Regions from separate parts of the Zea mays genome. Here regions 1 and 3 are each linked to region 2. Evidence: chromatin contacts called from public Hi-C data. All regions are on one chromosome and are shown on one strand. Each heading gives the region's core, a stretch centred on a gene start, on an enhancer-like site or on the middle of the called end of the contact. The rest is flanking DNA. Distances are from core to core; before and after follow the strand shown.

What was found. Hi-C and Micro-C count contacts between places; a contact is called where the count stands out from the background.
Region 1: a contact with region 2 is called in a Hi-C map of ear, with 2.2 times the contacts expected there. The contact joins the promoter of LOC100282504 here to the promoter of LOC100383665 in region 2. A contact is called at or near these places in 5 of 25 Hi-C or Micro-C datasets (ear, endosperm, leaf and 1 more).
Region 3: a Hi-C map of root tip shows a contact between it and region 2, with 4 times the contacts expected there. The contact joins the promoter of LOC103649954 here to the promoter of LOC100383665 in region 2. A contact is called at or near these places in 5 of 25 Hi-C or Micro-C datasets (ear, leaf, leaf mesophyll and 2 more).

Annotation. Positions count from the first base shown.
Region 1 is chr3:36,413,145-36,417,968 of Zm-B73-REFERENCE-NAM-5.0, reverse strand. LOC100282504 (epoxide hydrolase 2) reads right to left here and starts at 1,530. Exons shown (of 4, transcript NM_001366433.1): 1 at 1,236-1,530; 2 at 943-1,125. The coding sequence starts at 1,388.
Region 2 is chr3:36,200,778-36,205,213 of Zm-B73-REFERENCE-NAM-5.0, reverse strand. LOC100383665 reads left to right here and starts at 2,698. Exons shown (of 7, transcript NM_001366830.1): 1 at 2,698-3,362; 2 at 3,892-3,985. The coding sequence starts at 3,142.
Region 3 is chr3:35,991,578-35,996,091 of Zm-B73-REFERENCE-NAM-5.0, reverse strand. It overlaps LOC103649954 (protein TPR1), which reads left to right and starts at 1,869. Exons shown (of 25, transcript XM_008675649.3): 1 at 1,869-2,309; 2 at 3,366-3,545; 3 at 3,669-3,782; 4 at 4,288-4,446. The coding sequence starts at 2,230.

The sequences.
Region 1 (4,824 bases), core at 281-2,780, 210 kb before region 2:
AGACAGCGACATCCAAGAGTTATTATTCCCTTGAAGATTTAAATCAACTAAAATCAGTGAGACAATCTGATAGGTAAGTTTTACAGCTGATCTGGTGCTGCATGCTGATGTTCGTTGATAGAACTCCAAAGAAGACCTGATATTTCCATTAAACAATACTGTTATATGCAACCTTGCACAAAACCGTTTTTTTTTCCTCAAACATGCAGAGCGGTGTATCATTATATCAAGAGAAGAAACCTTGCACATAACAGTTACTGCACTAAAATCAATTTATTGTAGGGAAACATATTCTCTTAAAATAAGACATCTAGGGACTAAGTATTCAAGTTTGTATCAAATGATCTGCTAACCTCCTCTGAATTAAGTCTATGGGCTGTGTTTCATTTTTCAAACCAAAAGTTTCTAATTAGCATTTATTTCGTCGCCATTATCTATCTGCAACTGTGGATATTCCTAGCTGTTTATGGTCACTCCCACTATTATGTGTGCGGGGTACCGAATCCGACCCTTCCTTAACAGCTAGGAGAATTTTTTTTTGGGAAATTTGGATCCATACCATTAAAAGATCACCACTTTGGATCCATACTATTACTATCTCACTTACATGTGGGTCCACATGAGTCAATGACATGTGGGGTCCATGGTATATATCTAAAGTTTGGATCTTTTAATGGTATAGATCCAATTGTTCCTTTTTTTTACGGGACAGAGTCAAATTGAGGCACCAAGTAATCGTTCCAGTATCCATCGAACCAATCTGCTCTCCAAACTAAACGAGTCAACAAAAAATGACAAATGCCCGAACCAATGGTTATCAGAGCAGAGGACGGAACATGACTAGTCATCATAAATAAGACCATTGATTGATCCTGCCTGGCCCATAGGAGCTGCGGTAGCAGTATGTAATGGGAAAGGAAGCACAGTACTCCACTTGTTTACCTGGAAGCGGCACATGTAGTGGTCTTCGCCGCAGGCAGCTCTGATGGCCTGGAGCGGGCTCATCTCCGGCCGCCGCGGGTGGTACACGACGCTTAGGTTCACGAGCGCCCGCACCAGGTCCGGCCGAAGCAGACAAAGCTGCCACGCCACGGTGGCTCCCCAGTCGTGCCCCACCACGAACACCTGCAGCGAACAGAGAACCCGATCAAAAAAAAAAGAGGGCGAATAAGCCAACGTACCGTGTCTGCTTCGCAGTTTTGTGCAACGAATCGAACGGATTGCTGCAGTAAAACCTGCCGCTGGCCGAGGTCGGAGATGAGCGCGACGAGGTCCCCGACGACATGGAAGGTGGTGTAGCTGGACGCATCAGGCGGGGAGTCGGAGTCGCCGTAGCCGCGGAGGTCCGGGGCCACGGCGCGGTAGCCGCGCGCCGCCAGGGCGGACATCTGGTGGCGCCAGCCGTACCAGAGGTCCGGGAAGCCGTGAAGGAGCAGCACCACTGGGGCGCTGCCCTCCTCGGGCCCAGCCTCCGCCACGTGCAGGCGCACTCCGTTCGCCTCCAGCGTTCGGTGCCGCACCCCCTCCACCGCGGCCGCCATCTCTATCCTATGCCGTCCTGTCTGCTCACCGAAGCGCACTGGCTCAGGCAGCTGCTACCTGTCGCGCACGCGCATGCCGCCTGCTTTTGTAGCGGGACCTGCCGGCTGCTGGCTTTGGAGGCGCAGCAGGGGATTTTGGGGCGTGCGAGGCAGCCGAACGGATGGGCGGCGCGGGCGAAACGGAGTACTACAGTATATGCGGATTTTCATTGGGTGGGGTGGCCGGCAGGCGGCAGCGGTAAGCCGTGGGCGGCAGGACGGCGAGGGCTTGGCAGCTTTCGAGCTTCCGGTTTCCTGGGATTGGCCTGGGCCCTGGTGCCGCTGCTCGATTTCCTCGTTAGGCTATCCGCACTCATACTACTCTAAATTTCTACCCTAAAAAGAATATTCTGTCCTGATCAACACTCTATACCACAATCCTCCGCACTCATATTTACTCTATATTCCAACCCTATACCAACTACCATATATTATATTATATTTTTTCCCACTCCGCGTGCATGCATGTGCTGTGAACGGCCGCGTGCATGCATGTGGGCCCGCCTCCCCACCTCCGCGTGCATGCATGCATCTGCCTCCGTCGGCTGCTTGCTTGCATGCCTCGTTTAGCGCATGTGCGTCCAAATTCTACATTTGCAGCTCAATCACGCGTAGAGTCTAGCACCCAGTCACCCGCTGCAGGTGTTTCTTTACGCTATATGGGATAGAGTCCAGCACCTGGTCCTCCACTGCGGGTAGCCTTATCGTGGAGACGCGGCTACCTTTTCTACCTCCTCCTACAGTCCTACACTCCAACTGGTAGAGCTGAAGCCTGAAGCAGCTAGTATAGAACTCGCGGTGTGGAACTGGTAATTAACCTAGTCACTAACGGAATATGCAAGTTGTTTTGGTTGTAGACTTGTAGGTCATGAAAGAAACACGGACGTTTAAGAGGAAGTAAATTAGAACTTCTAAAACGCTAATTAGACTACAAATAAATCTCCTAAACAAAAACTATGTAAATAACTAAATAATAATGTGCAAACTAGATTTTGTCTAATTGTTTCTATCTCTACCGCAAAAAGAGTAGGCATTGTGATTTATTATTTGTTGCACTTCTAGTTGTTGGAAGTCCTCATCGTCGCTATCGGGCAACTCCATTCCTACTTCAACAATATACCAAATATTTGGATGGGGTAAGCATAAGTGTCCTATCATACTATGGCTCCACCTGGAATAATTTGTTCCATCAAATTGAGGAGGTTTTTCAAGTGAAACAAATAATAGAGGGGTGGTGGTATTTGAAGGAATATGATTATAATTGAAAGATATGCTAGAATAGTTAGAATAAACTGTTTTATTTTTCCTTTGTTGCTTGATGTAGATAGACTCATCCTCGCTACTTGAGCTTGATGTAGAGGCTTCGTCCTCGTCGTAGATCTTGATCTTCTTTTTCGACTTCTTGGAGTCCTTACACTTGTGGGGCTTCTTTGAGTGCATTGACTCATTGTCCTTATCCTTGTTGTCTACCAATGGGACTATCTTGTTCTTTTTCAACTTCAAATTGTTCCCCCCTCCCACATCACTTTGGGTTGTTAGTCCCTCAAATGAAGTGTCGGGCTCTAATACCAATTGATAGTTGCCTAAAGGGAGTGAATAGGTGAATCCTAAAATCTTAACTCAAGCAATCAACTTCGATCAGAATATTGTAACTTGAGTGATTAGAACAAGACAATATTGCCAATGTAAATGACTTGTTATGTTGCTAGAAAAACTTAGGTGCAGAATACAAGGTAGCAACAAGATATAAGAGAGATAAATCTCAAATGGGGAATAAAGCAAGTATTGCTCAAATGGGACAAGGCAAATGCAAGTAGGGAACGATAATACATAAGGGACACAAGATTTGTTAACCGGAGTTGGTTCCACAAATAAACATATGTCCCCATTGAGGGGTTCACAAAGAACCGGGTCTCTTTCATTCCTTTTGAAAGGGAAATGGTCTTTAAGCCATTTCTATATTAGTTTTGATGTTTGATTACCATCACAACATTATAGACTAACTAGTTTAACCAATTGGGTAAGTTTTGAGAGCACCTAGAGAGAGGTGAATAGGTGAGAGCACCTAGAGGGGGTGAATAGGTGATCCTGTAATGAACAGCTCAACAAGACCAACTTGGTCTAAAATTGATTAGTGAGATTGAAAACCAAGTTAAAATGAAGAGTGTGAGAGGTGACGACTTCTTCACTTAATTGCTCTCACAAGATGAGTATTAAACTTAGAGCAATATTACAAGTGAAGGGAAGAGCTAGAAAGAATAGAATCACAGTAAGGTAAAGTAAACAAGTGACACGACGATTTATCCTGTGGTTCGATCAAGCGTAAAATGCTTGCCTACTCCACATTGTGGCGTCCCAATGGATGAGGGTTGCACTCAACCCCTCTCAAGTGATCCAATGATCAACTTAAGTACCACAGTTCTCTTTCTTATCTCAAGTTTTTCCCATTGTGAGGAACCTCCACAATTTGGAGTCTCTCACGCCTTACACAATTGATCTCAAATAACCTACAAGAGTAAGGGGGAGTAGAAACACACACAAGAGACAAAATCATAGTTGTACACGCACACAAGTCGAGAGGAGAGCACAAGAGACAATGCAGTGGAGTTACAACTCAAAACACGTGCTCGAATCTCAATCTATCAAAGCAAAAGTGTGGTCGCAGTGTCTTTAATGTTGTAGGATGTTCAAATGATGCTTGATGTAGAGCTCCATGCACCTAAGGTCCCTTTTATACCCCCAAGGGACTTAGGAGCCGTTGGAGCTCCATTTGGAAGGCCCTGGTTGCCTTCTGTCCGTGGGTGCATCGGATTGTCCGGTGCACAACGGACAGTGAACAGTGCAACGGCTACAGAATCTCTGATTGGCTGGTTTCCTGTTTTGGGGGGCACCGGACTGTCCGGTGGGTGACACCGGACCGTTCGGGGCACCATATGATCGTTGGTCCCCGACCGATGTGGCTAGTAGCCGTTGGCTAGCTGGCACACCGGACTTTCTCGCGCTCCACGCGGACGGTCTGGTGAATTATAGCCGACGCAGACTGAAATTCCCGAGAGCGGACTGTTCGGCGGACCGTACACAAGACTGTCCAGTGCACACCGGACCGTCTGATTCTACGCAGAGCAGTCCTTCTTCTCTTTTTTCAATCTAAGTCTCTTTTGCTCCTTTTTGGTTTGACTTCATAAGGTCTCTAGCACCTAGACAAGTATGATTAGTACACAAACAATTGACTAAGTGTCCAGAG
Region 2 (4,436 bases), core at 1,449-3,948:
GAGAGTCTTTCTAGATTAGGCTGAATCTGCAATGAACTGCCAAAGTTATCAAAATCCATCATGCCAACATTTTTTTATTATTTAAGAAATTAGGTAATTGGTGCCCAAATTCAGATGGTCCAAGCTTATGTTCTCCTATAAACTGAGACCTTTGTGGAACAACATAAGCAGATGTCCCAGAATGCATTGACTCCCCTCTTGCTAGCAAATCAATAATTCCAGCAACAACTTTGAATGGTAGATAATAGTTTCTCCTCAAGTTTGCTGATATAGCTGAGAAGGTAATGCTGGTAGATAACAGTTCCTTTTATTTTGATATCTCTGGTGAACTTTGAATGGCAATTCATCCCTTTTTCCCTCTTTTGTTGCAAATCCTAATCTTTTATAGCCATGACGGTTTATTGTTTGTAGAGTATGTTTTATCATGATTTGAGATACACTTATCTTTTGTAGCCATGATATTTTTGGTGAACTTATGATTTGAGATACATCACGGTTTCTAATTTACAGTGTAACGAACTGGTGGCCACCATCTCAACACTCTTTATATTCAATTTGCAGAACTATCAAAAACTGCATAGCTTGAAATTTCCAGCCATGTTCTGCCACCTATCGTCTTCCTCAAGCTGAAGAAATCGACTGGTTCTCCTACCACCGATCTAGACCTTCTTGAAAGTATTGCTGACAAGATAAGTTCGAATCAATTTCTAATAACAATACAACATATTTGTATATAAATTATCGTGGTATTATATGTTTCCGTTGCAACGTACGGGCACTCACCTAGTTCATATATGAAGATGTGATTATGTGAACAATATTCTCAATATTAATTGGCACATTATACAAATGTCTGTTTGTACTTGCTGGTACCATAATTCGTATAACTAATAAACATATGCAAAAGTATTGTATTGGCTCAATTTAGAGTATAAAATCAGGATACCTGGCAACAAAGAAATCACTTCGATAGCATATACTAGTTGATATAGTAGTTATATGCATTCTACAACCATAGAACACTTGTCTCTATCTATTGTTGGGGGCTTGTTCTCAAATGCTATAAATCAAGAACAAGACAACACGAAGATGTTAAGTATTAAATACCCTTCGTCCGCTGAAGCATTATCTCCTCGAGGGTTTAATGAACTTCGGACGAAGGATATAAACATAATATAACGAAGGTTACGAAGGAAAAGACCTTCGTTAAGTTGGTAAATGAGTAAACAGAATAAACATATATATAAAGTGCGAAAGTAATAATACCAGCATTATCATCAATACATTTCCATTATTAAATTCATGAAAACGAATTACAAATGTACCTTCAGACTGATGTAAGGCAAAGGTACAAGTCGTGATGCAAAAAGACGTGTGCCCAGTCAGCGTGAACAGTACGAGAGTACTGTTCACCTATTTATAGGCACGGGACGCAGCCCGTGTAAAATTACATTGATGCCCTTTACATTTATCAATAACTCTATAGTAATCCTTCAAGGTCCAATTTGGCTTTTTATCTTTAAGTCGGTTCCTCTTTTCTGCCGTTATGCCGAAGCTTTTCTGCATATGGCTTCATGACCGTCTTATCCTTCGTCATGACCGCTTTTCATTCCAGCTTCGTCTTAAACATGTCCTTGTATATTCGCGACCTGACTCCGAAGGTGCCTGTTCCGAAGGTGTCTGTTCACATTTTACACTTGGAAAACATTGTCAAACTGTGTTTTTGAGGACCTTCGGGAGCCGAAGGCCCCCAACAGTAGCCCCCAACATCTATCTATCCATAACGTGGCCAATCAAGTTAATGGAAAAAATTACTTGAAACATCCGACCACAAATACAAACACGTGGAAATTAGTTAATGGAAAAAACACTAGACACATGCATCCATGGAGCAGGGCATCTATGAATTTCAGAGAGAGACCCAAACAGCTAGGGATGGAGAGAGCAGATGGGCTAATGATTACCTTAGAGAAGGCATAACAGATTCTTTTAGCTGACGGGATACTCGGCCAGATCTGCTTGGGCAGCAAGGAGATGGGTTCCTCGCCCAAAATTTTGTTGCCAAAGAATGCTTGTGGTAGTGATGGGAAGGCACGCGAATCAGTTGTGGTCTAGTGTGGTGCGCGGAATACGGTCGATTTGATGGAAAAACGGTGCGAGGCACCAAAATTTAGGCGCCAATTCTTTGGTTGGGAATGCGGAAGAGGAGAGCAAGTTTGAGGAGAAGAAACACTGGTTTTGGATATGCTTAAATATCAGAATTAATTTAGAAAACGGTTGGATCGTAGTTTTTTTTTAAAGATATACTAAATGGCTAAATCAAAGTTTACTATGTGTTTGGTTGCCTGTATTTGCTGGTGCTTGTATGGCGGGATGCAATGAGCTGATATTTGGTTGTTGTCAACCAGGCTCTACACGTGCGAGGTGTATGTTTGGTTACCTGCGTGTAGATGTGAAACCAGACTCGCACGATACTTAAAAGTACCCTGAACCAAACTCTGCAGAGACGAGTAAATTGGTCGTATCTCTGGAGCCAGGTTCCCGCAATCCTAGCTCATGCAGCTAGGCTACGGGGGAGAAGCCAATCAAACAGGCTTTTTAGATATAGTTGGAGATAGTTTTAGTTCTGACTCTACCTTAACTTTAACTGGCCGTCGATAAAGAGACGACCCAGTCGATGCGACAGCCGCCGGCGCGCGTGACCCACGAAGCAATTTCAAACCCAGCCAGAATCAGGAGCACCGCGTACGCGACGTCGCGGTCGCGGCCCAGCTTCCAGCGCCCGACCCGGCGGGCAAGGCAAGGCAACGAACCAACCTGGATTACTGGATTGTGGCTTGGAAGCTTGCCGCGAGCCCGCGACGACAGACCTTCTTTCGTCCCGTCCTTTCCCCTGCGCGCCGCGAGTGAATTCCGGAATCCCCAATCTATCCGACGCCACACGAAACGAAACACAAGAGAAGAGAATAGAGAGAAGGTCGGAGGGCTAGACCCGGTCCCCCAATTCCAATTCGCCCCTCTCGCGGCCGGCCTCGCGAGACGCCGATTCGGATCCCATCTCCTGCTCAGAGCCTCGATTCGACCGGCGGGGGCGACGATTCGACCGGGTCGGTAGCCAGGCAGAGGCAGCGGAAGGAGAGGATGAGCTTCCAGGACCTGGAGGCGGGGCACGTCCGGGGGGCGCCGCTCGGCGGCGGCCGGAGGAACGGCAGGGGCCCCGCGGGGGCGGGGGGCGCCGGCGCCGGCGCGTCGCAGGCCGTGGCGTCGGGCGTCTTCCAGATCAACACCGCGGTTGCCACGTTCCAGCGCCTCGTCAACACGCTCGGCACGCCCAAGGATACCCCCGACCTCCGCGACAGGATGTACGTCCCGCCTTCCTGCCTTACCTCACCTCCAATCTGTTTTGATTGCCTTGCCTCAACCCCCATCCGTTTTGATTTCGCGGACTCGGTCCGCTCCGGCTTTGATCCGCCTGGCGCCTGTATAATTACGGCTTAGGTTTCGTCCCTGCTATGGATGCATCGATTCCTGTTGCAAGTGGTCGATACTTCGATTACAGTTGCCAGTGGTGGTTGCTTGGGGTTTAATTTTCTCTTATTATTTTTTTAGAGATTGCTTCCGTAAATCGATTTGCTAAGTCCATACGTTATAGCTCTTGATGATGCCTACTTTAGCTGATACTTAGTCATCAGCCATTGAATTGAGCAAATCAAGCCATATGACCTACATGGATTCATTAGGTCATCTGAATCAGTTCTTATGCACCCCTTGCTCATTTTGTGTTATATTTTGAAATTGAATTAGTAGTAACTTCAATTATGCCCAAATATAGGCTAACAAGTTCTAATTGTCTTGATGTGTCTACTGACTATCACCTGCTGTTGATCGCAGACATAAAACACGGCAACACATAACACAACTAGTGAAGGATACATCAGACAAGCTTAAACAAGCTAGCGAGGCGGATCATCGCGTTGAAGTCAGCGTACGTGCCTATCTCTAATTATTGATACATTTTTGTTTTTCCACAACGGTAAAAACCAAATTTCATTATGATAGTATCGAAATTACAAAGTTTTAGAACGTAGCAAACAGAACGAAAGTGAAGTCTCACGACCACCCTGATGCTGCACACCCAGGGAACAGCCATCAGGGGGAAACAACCCACCCATAAGGAGAACGAACTACTCCAAACAAAACCAAAAAAATGCCAACGAAGTTCCAAATACATGGGCCTTGGCCTTAGCAGCACACAGGCTGAGCAAACTGACATCTCCTGGACATGACCAGCATTTGTCTTTCTTCTTGCGCTTGAGTCTTCATGTCTTGCTGATGAAATAGAAGAGCAATCGCTTTGATGGTCTCCTCACCTTGAAGAATCTGCTTCTCCATCTCCGACTTCCGTAGCCCTGGCCCTGCCCAATATGTAATAAAAG
Region 3 (4,514 bases), core at 620-3,119, 210 kb after region 2:
TTCTCATCTTCGCTCAGCTTCGTTTCAGCAATAACTTTCTTATCTTGAGACATCTTCTCTTCGGAAATGGTGAAAAAGCGCTCTTAAAGCTGAAGCTTAGAAAATCTAAAAAGCCAAGCAAGCGTTGGTAGGCAAGAGCTAAAAATTGAGCAAGCAGAGCAGATGGCAAAAAGCGTGCCAAATGAGCTCGTGGTGTGCTCTTATTTATACGCCTAGTGCGTTGCAAGCTGGAGGGCCCCACTTGTCATTGACTGTTGCTATTCTAGCAAAGGGAAGGTGTTTTTCGGACCTTCGACTTAGGGCCTTCGTCCATATCGCAATCTGAATTTATCATTCTAACAAATTAATATTGCGAGGGGCTACTGTTGGGGGCCTTCGGCTTCCGAAGGTCCTCAAAAACATGATTTAACAATGTTCTTGGAGTATAATACATGAACAGGTATCTTCGGACTCGGATCAGATCCACAGTATGAAGAAGCACAAAGAACATGAAGGTTGGCGTAGAGCCGAAGCCATGTGCAGGAGAGCTTCGGCACTATAGCAGAAAAGGAAACCGACTTAAAAAGGAAAAGGCTATTCAGACCTCGATAGGTTACTATAGAGTCATTAGTAAATGTAAAGGACATGGGTGTAGTTTTACATGGGCTGCGTCCCATGCCTATAAATAGATGAACAGTGCTCCCGTACTGTTCACGCTGACTTGACATTTGCTTTTGCGTCACACTTGTACTCTTACCTTCTTTCAAGCCGAAGGTACATTTGTAATTTGATATCATTTCCATTTTTCCATAATAATAAAATAGAAATGAGTTGATAACAATACATAATTGTTTATGTTATCTCTTACACTTCATATGATTTCTTCTTTATTATTATATCTTGTGCTTATGAAGGTATGTCCTTCATAACCTTCGTCCGAAAATCATTATGTCCCAAGGGAAATAATGCTTCGAAGGACGAAGGACTTTAACGTTTAACATTTTTTGTGTTGCCTTGTTTTTAACTCATAGCATTTGAGAACAAGTCTCCAACAAGAAGGTTGTTAAAATATGGATTATTTTGGATTTTATAGTTACTATGCACCTGGTTACAAAAATACGTCTATATATATATATATATATATATATATATATATATATATATATATATATAAGTCGTATATGTTAAAAGACAAAACCTCTATAAAGAAGAATAAGAGAGTAATATTTATAATATATAATAAGTACTAAGATATTTTTATAGTAAATATTTATAGTAAACTTAAACATATCAACTTATAGAGAAAAAAGTCTTTACATCACAACATGGACAATTATACCGCACACACAGACAACTGCCTATTGATCCCAGGGCACGTGAACCTGCACTTAGTTAGGACATGTACAATTTTATTAGATGCTTTTTAAAGAGTCTTTAGAGACTTAAGTAAAAAAATAAAGAGGCAAACTCTTCACGTATCTTCACAATTTTTTTATATTTATTGTCTTTTAATTATATTTATGATCCAGAGGTTTAAAACTATGGTATAGTCACTTAGCATCGTGTTGTATTAGAAAATCGTTGTAGTGTCTCTAGGATGTACCTGCCCTCATCTCCTTCAGTCGGTGCCGTGCGCCACTGTTTTCCCACTGGCACGCTGCTGATCCGAGAAGACGCGCGATGGATGTAAACTGCCTTCCTGCAGTCCGCAACCAACCACGCATGGAAACGCAAGCCAGTCTCGTGTCGTCTCGTCTCGGCAGCCCCAGCACCGCCCTTCCCCTGTCTCGCGAGGCGATGTCTCGCGCGCACGTCGCCCTCACAACCGGACGCCAGCTCACGAATATCCATCCGATTTAATCCCAGCCCTTTCGATTCCGCCGCACTCGACCTATCATATAAGTACGTGCAGATATCAATAAGCTTACCCACTTATCAATAAGGACATGTGCTTCTCACAGATAAGCCAGTGCTGGGTGGCGTGGGGAGAGAGAAAAGGGCGAGAGGTCTGCAACGCATCGAAGAAAGCGAGACCATAGCTTCTCTCTCTCCCCCAACCTTCTCTTCCACATCTCCGCTTCTCTCTCGCCTCCGCTTCGCTTCGCGAGAGACGGGCCGACGACGGAACCCTAGGATTCGCGCCCGCCTGAGCGGCCAAGCCACCAGGACCGCGCCCTCCGGACCCGGGGGCGCCAGACAAGCTCCGGGGCGCGCGGATCGACCACTGGCCGGCTTACCGCCGCCGCTGCCATGTCGTCGCTCAGCCGCGAGCTCGTCTTCCTCATCCTGCAGTTCCTCGACGAGGAGAAGTTCAAGGAGACCGTGCACAAGTGCGTACACCCTCCCCTCTCTTTGCGCGGCCGGTGGTTACCTTGGGTTGGTGAGTGGTTGGAGATCAGGCTCCTCTACGCTCTAGGGGATTTGATTTGTCGCGCAGCCTGTTTCCGCTTTTTTTTTTTCTCATGAATCCGGCCAGACGCGGCTCTGTTTTTTTTTAAGTCGTTTCTTTTCCTTTCTGGGATTCGACGAGTTGCTGCTGGAAAAAATAAGTTTTTTCAAGCTTCGTTCGATTTGTTAGGAACCGTGTAATAACATGGAAGTTTGGGGGCTATTTAGGTCAAAAGACATTTTATCCCCCCTCGTGCTTTTCTCCGTGACAGTCGATGTTTTTATTTAATCAGGCCAAAAATCGATTTTCAAGGTCTCAACTTTTTTTATATTCCGGAAAAATTCAGGGGCGCATTTGGAATATAGAGCTTGCATGTGCGGGTCACTACACCCATCGCTGGTTCTTGTGTCCACTGGGCTTCCTCTTCTCTGTCGGTTCACTTAATTTCGTCGAACAAATGAATCTCGTGTTATTAGTTTTATAAATCAATACTCTGTTTGGTGTACTGGCGCTTTGGTCCCCTTGTCGTGTCCTGCGGGTAATAATCAGTAAACGACGCACTAGACGGTAATGTTGCTGGATTACGTCATTTCAACCAGGCAATTGGAACTTGTAGGACGTTCTGTTTTCAATGTGTTCTGCACTCTGCTCTGCTTGCTCCAAATTTTTGCATCGAAGAAAACACACGGTTGGTTAGTCAGAACTGTACTTTGTGGCTTCTGATCTTTTTCACAATAAATGCCATGAACTTGGTTGGTCGTTTAGGATCACTTCCAAGCTCAAATCTTGCATTGTGGTTGGCTGGTTTAAGTGGTTACTCGATATTTTTCAGTTTTGACCATTGGAGTTATGAGCTCTTTAGTGTACCCATTCTGTTGATTGATGAGAAAATTTGACAACTGATGTTGTACCACGTTCTTTTATCCCAGAAATGGAATTGCCTGTGGGCTGATATTCTACTACATGTAATAATTCCCTACTTCACATTGTGTTGTAGGCTTGAGCAAGAGTCAGGGTTCTTCTTCAATATGAAGTACTTCGAGGAGAAGGTCCATGCTGGGGAGTGGGATGAGGTGGAGAGATACTTGTCAGGATTCACCAAGGTAGATGACAATAGGTATTCGATGAAGATCTTCTTTGAGATCAGGAAGCAGAAGTATTTGGAAGCGCTTGATAGGTACTGTTCTTTCATATTTCAAACTTCATTTGAATGAGGAGCTGGGTTTTCGAATTTCGTGCCATTGTTTGGGGAATTGTAAAATTGTACTGACTTTTTTTCTTTTTTCTATGTTCCAAACAGGCATGATAGAGCAAAGGCTGTAGATATTCTTGTCAAGGATCTTAAAGTCTTCTCGACATTCAATGAGGAGTTGTATAAGGAGATAACACAACTTCTCACTCTTGAGAATTTTAGGTTTGTTCCTTTTGCTTTCTAAATCCATGGCATCAGATTGCTGAGAAACCATTAAAATAAATATTTCTTAGAGCCTTGTTACCCCTTAGATCTTTAAGATAAACATTGAAAACGACTCTCCTGTTTGGTGCAATGCAATTAATATATCTTCACTGACAATGAAATAGGACATTTACTAATAGATCATGAACTATTAGGAAGCCATGGCAAGCAGCTGGTACACATACATTAGCTGAGTAGGCCTGCAAGCCGGCAACGGCATAACTCGTTAGCTGCCAGATGCTTATTGCAAATGATAGAGGTTTGTTTAAGATATTCATTTGGTAGCTTTTATGTTATGCTGTATTTTCCTGTAAAAATTATTTTTTAAAATGAAATTTGTTAGTTGCTTAACAATATATTTATTACTATCCTACAGTGTTTTATTCCAAGTATTATAATTCCTTAGCCTGCTGCTTCTGTTTTCAATTTGTAGCTCAAAACTATCAAATAATGTTGCTTGCAGGGAAAATGAACAGTTGTCTAAGTATGGGGATACTAAATCAGCTCGAAGTATTATGCTGGTTGAGCTAAAAAAACTTATTGAAGCAAACCCCCTTTTCCGGGAAAAACTTGTCTTCCCTACTCTTAAGGCATCACGCCTCCGAACTCTAATCAATCAAAGGTTTGAAAGTAATCTAATGCTGTTACTTTAACGGATATTCTGTTTCCATTCCAATATTTTTAGTGTGA